Linked DNA regions of Gossypium arboreum: region 1 is linked to region 2. The links are chromatin contacts, called in public Hi-C maps. All regions are on one chromosome and are shown on one strand. Each heading gives the region's core, a stretch centred on a gene start, on an enhancer-like site or on the middle of the called end of the contact. The rest is flanking DNA. Distances are from core to core; before and after follow the strand shown.

Region 1 (2,700 bases), core at 84-2,583, 280 kb after region 2:
GCATGAAAGAAACCGGGATATAGCGTAAGCTAACATTTCCCAACACTATGTTGATACAGAACACGAAAGACATAGGAAATATCCGTTTCCAGCGATCTTCAGGATCAACCGCTATTAGAGGTTTGAGCTTTAGCACTTTGATTACCAGATATGCTCCGATCGACGAGCATATGAAGTGAACGCATGATACTGAAAGGGGAAACTTGAAATCCAATTTCTGTGAAAGAGGGGAAAAAAAAAAGCCATGTCCTCAGACCTTCGACTAAAGTACAAAAAATAATCAACCAACTCAATCAAAATGTAATTGTCAAGACACAAATTGAAGGTTAATGTTCAATCCACACTACATAAACGAAATAAACATTATAATACCAATATATGAGGAACCATACATATATATGTATGTATGTTTGTATTCCTAGATCTGCTATAATGCACCTAGACAGAACTCAAAACTGAATCCAAATTCCTCTAACATGAACAAACTGGTAGACTAGTCATGACTCATGAATCTTTCTTCTAAGATGCATCATCTAAGTTCATAAATAATTGAAAGAAATGATAGAGATGGATTGTTGATATTATTTAATTCACAAATTAAATTATAACATTTAACCCTGGAAGCCTGTTCAAATTTTAAAACTTTTATAAAACGTATTATTAGCAAATTATTGAGCTTAGCAACACAACTAAACAGAAATCTGTACTAATGAAATAATTAGATTAAAGAATAAGAGAATTCAGCTAAAACCCAATGTCAAAATCAATAAATGAAGTTAGAAACAAACCTGAAAGATCCATTTGTTCATGATTATAACAGTAACATTGAAACCCCACCATTGGAGAATCGCTAGAAGAGATCTGAAAACACCCCACTGGAGGAATCTCCCTTCTTCCATCACTCTCCCCCACCCCTCTCTCTCTCCCCCTCTGTCTCTCTCTCTCTCTGTCTCTAGCACAGAAAGAACAAAAGCCCAGATCACCAAATTCGAAACCCAGCACAGAAATTTTGCTCTTAGATTATTGAAAGGTTTATATAAATAGAGGGAGTTTAAAAAAGAAAGCTAAAGAAACTGAGAGAGAGGTTGTAACGGTGGAGAAAGGCCTTCTTCCATGTGATTCTCTCTCTCTCTCTTTGCCTGGATTGAAGTTTAAACGTTATATATTGCCATGGAAATTTCGTTTATGATTTTGAAATGAGGGTACTAGTCTTCATAAGAAAATGGGATAAGAGCAGCCATTCGATGAATATACTTTTATTTTGACTTGTGACGTTGACTAGAGTTTCTTACATCCATATATTGTCTAATCATACAACTGGTCTCACTTTGATCAAACCTCGTATCAAAAACCATTTGTCAATTAAATTTATTATTACCATAAACATCACAAATGAACTCTTTTGCACGTAATTTTACTTAAATAAATTAAAAATGAAATTAGGTGTGAAGTAAGTAAAGATGTATCTCCTTTAATGCAAATTAAGTTTATAGATATAACAGTCCTCCCCTTAAAACTATTAATGAATATCCTTTTACTTTTCATTTTATTTTCTAAAGGAGAAGTAAACAAATATGAAACTCTATATTTTATTTTTAAATGAGAATAAAATTAAATTACTCCCTTTTTTTAGACAAAATATTCCTTCGAATAACCCAATTAATTTAATTTAATTTATTTTGAATAATATCCGAAAAACTTACCTACACATGTCTCTTTTATACCATAATCTGAAAAATTATGACTTTTTATGCTCTATTCGTATCTCTTATAGGTATTTATTTATTCCTTTTCTATTATTTGTTTCATATTTCCTTTTAAATATCAATCCAAAAAAGAAATTTCCCATTTTAGAGATAATTCAAATAACAATCCATCAAAAGGAATTTTCCATTGAGATAATTCATTGGAAATTTAAAAGATAATTACTATTTTTTTAAACGAGAATTTGTTATATATATATATTTTTAAAGTATTTGTTATTCATTGAAATATAGGTTTAAATTGCAAAGTGGTATTTAAATTATATTTTTTCTAATTTTTTTGTCTCAAATAGTATCTAAATTGTATTCCATTATTTAAAGTGATATCTAAATTATACTCTATTACTCAAATTAATCCAACTGTTAAAAATTTCTTAACTAATCATTTCATGACATGTGATACTTTTATATTAAAATTAATTTAATAAAACTTAATTAAATTAAAACTTTTCTATGTTTTTTATCCTCTTTCCCTCCTCACGATTCTTTATTATCTTTTAATGCATTTTTTTTAACTGTTAGATAACGGTTTTTGCAATTCTCTTGCTCTTTTGTCTTTTTCCTACTTAACTTGTCCAGGTATTTGGATTTCATGTTTTATCAAGTTTTTTCTTTTTTTAATAATAGAGGATCACTCAAAATTAAGATGCAAACTATATAGAAAAGAACGAAGAAAGTTATTTTTAAGAAAAAAATGCGTAGGTTTTGAATTTGGGTGAGAAAAGTATTGAAATCAAGATTTAAAAAAGAAAAATAAGCTTGTTGAAAGTAGGGTTTGGATGAGTTTTTTAACAAGTTCTTGAATTTTCCGTCATCGGAGTTCTTAGATGAAGAATAAAAGAGATGAATCTGTTTATAATTTTTAAAAAAATTTAGAAAATAATATTTAATGTTTTTGAGTTTTTTAAGTTAAAAATTGTTTCGTGTCACAAAATGA
Region 2 (2,700 bases), core at 84-2,583:
ATGTTTTTTGTCCTGCATGGATAAACATTTGCAATCACTCAGAAAGTTTCGAATAATCCATCAGAAACAATGCCAATTTTCATTCGGTGTATACCTTCAAGAACAGATTTTTGCTCAGTGCACCTCCCACATTCCCAACATATTTTGCCTGATGAGAAGAAAAATTTTAGAATCCATGAAATGCATGAGTTTGTTTACTCAAAAGGGACTCATCGGCTAAGTTTAGCACTCTTCTTTTACCTGAGCTTCGACAGTCAAAACAACAGGATGTTCATACTGGGAAAAATCAATTTGAAGCTCCTGAAAAAAATCCAATGCACATACCAGTCACTAGAGATGCAAAAGAAGAAAAGCAACCATAAACTGAAGCAAGGCCATAAATTCTTGAATTCAATCATAACCAGATACAAACAGAGAAATAGTGCTGAATCAAAACTATATAATTAGAAGGATTGCAATCAATGGTGAATTGCCATGGGAGTCACGGGCCATTTTGGAAACATCTTGAGTGAGTGTGTGCGCTAAACTAAATTAACTTGTTACCCCACCCCACCCCACCCCCCAAAAAAAAAATTTAAATTGTATATATTTATATTTATTTATTTTGTTTATAATTTAATTTTGTGCATTATAAATTTAAATTGTTATCTGTCACCTTGTGTTCTTCTATTTTCATCTTTAAGATCACAGCTTTAAGCTATTGGTCAAACTACATACTTAGTTTCCTAATTGGCCCCCAAAATCAAATGGCAAGATCGGCCACTGGTTACAATTCACAATATTTCCACCAATTCATAGTGTAAATATCTATAAAAGTTCATAATTTTAGCAGAGAAAACCATATTGTAACAGCCTAATTTGTGTTTTGACACTTTATTTGCTCCATTCTTACCCTGAAAATAAATGAATTTAAATAAAAATAATGAAAACCCAAATCACAATTGTAGTTTAAATAATGAATCATTTCCCAAAAACTGAATGGATATTGCGAATTAGATACTAACTGTACAAAGATTAGAACTAAAAGCTATCCAGAAATCAAAAAGAGGAAACCTTTAAACGAGCAAGCAGCTGATCCTTGGAATAACCCATTGTTTCTGTGTCGAAGCTGAAGACTGAAGTTCAGGAGATAAAAGCAAACAATATAGAAATCAGCGATGAGCTTGGAATAGGTTTATTTGTTACTGAAGTATTGAGGTGGATTCTGGTTTGGGCTTAAACTCGTTGGATCATTTACGGAAACTCCATTGCACTGGGCCTACAGTGCGATCTCAATTTAAGGTAAATTTTGTGCTCACTCAAATGAAACTCACCCGTATTGAATAACATTTCCGTAATTTTTTAATCGAAGATACAAACTCAAGAGCATAAATAGTAGTATGAGAATTGAACTCCACGTTTGGTAGAGTGGAGTAACTTTTTGTTAAGTATTTTAGTTGATTTACTATATTCTTGTTTTCAAGGTTCATAATCACCCATGTCTTGAAACAAATACCAACAGTTAACTAATTATAACAACTCTAATCTACATCATGATGAAGTTAATTCATTAATTATGATAGGGACGAGTTGGCAGTACAAACACAGTGAACTATGTAATGGTCTTAATGTCGATCAAAGATCGTATACGATGCAGTTATCAATTTTGTTTATAACAATTTTGGATGCTTCACTTTTTTGTATTCAAGTGGTGGCACATGGAAAACATATTTATGGAGGAGTCACTACTCGAATAAGATCTGAGGGTAAGATTGTTGCATTATGGTGGATGAACAACACATTCAACATTTAAGATCCCATTGAAATCAAGCAATAATTCTTCTTGCGAAGTTAAGTAAGGTACATCATTAGCTGGATTACTAAGGAAGACAAGTCTGATTAAATGGGATGAAGCACCAATGGCTGATGTACATGTTGTAGGATATTCTGCGATGCAATGATCATTCATCAGAAAATAAGTTATTTGATGGGGTAAATATGTTGTTGCGAGGGGATTTCAGACAAATATTACATGTTCCTTGGGGCAGGCGCAGTGTTATTATTTCAACTTCTATATTACCAAGTATAGAATATGGGATCACTGTGACCTTTTCCAATTAACCATAAACATGCGATTTCATATGAATTCAACAACTTCTTCTATCTCTGCTTTCAATAAGTGGCTGTTGAATTTGGTGATGGTAGATTACCTACTATCTATCAAACATGATGGGGATGATATGTCGCAAATAATTCCACATGGATCTGGTTCATTTTGTGACATTGTTGAATTCACTTATCCCGATTTGGAAAGAAATTTTAAGAATTCAACGTTTATAAAGGATAGAACTATTTTGTCACCGTCAAATAAGGTTGGTGATAGAGTTAATAATATTCATTTTGAACAACAATTTGTATTATATCCTCCTAAATTCTTAAAACTCTTTGAAATTCATCGGAATTCCCAACCATAAAATTCAGTTGAAAGTTGGTGTTTCGATTATGCTTCTTATAAATATAAACCAAAGTCTTGGACACTAGGTTGATTGTAACAAAATTGGGCTCACCATTGATTGAAGCAGACTCATATTGGTTAACAATTTTTTATTCAAATGCAAATTTGTCCATCTTATATAAAATGACCATTCACGAAGATGGTTTCCCATCAAGATATGTTTTGCAATGATCATAAATAAAAGTCATGTTGGAGTTTGGTTGTCA

Evidence for each region. A called contact is a pair of places that touch in the nucleus more often than the background predicts.
Region 1: a Hi-C map of leaf shows a contact between it and region 2, with 2.9 times the contacts expected there. The contact joins the promoter of LOC108474617 here to the promoter of LOC108460254 in region 2. A contact is called at or near these places in 2 of 5 Hi-C or Micro-C datasets (both in leaf).

What each region holds. Positions count from the first base shown.
Region 1 is chr3:123,083,813-123,086,512 of ASM2569848v2, forward strand. It overlaps LOC108474617 (UDP-galactose transporter 1), which reads right to left and starts at 1,334. Exons shown (of 5, transcript XM_017776599.2): 1 at 789-1,334; 2 at 1-217. The coding sequence starts at 899.
Region 2 is chr3:122,804,469-122,807,168 of ASM2569848v2, forward strand. It overlaps LOC108460254, which reads right to left and starts at 1,334. Exons shown (of 12, transcript XM_017759686.2): 1 at 1,054-1,334; 2 at 241-300; 3 at 95-148; 4 at 1-12. The coding sequence starts at 1,092.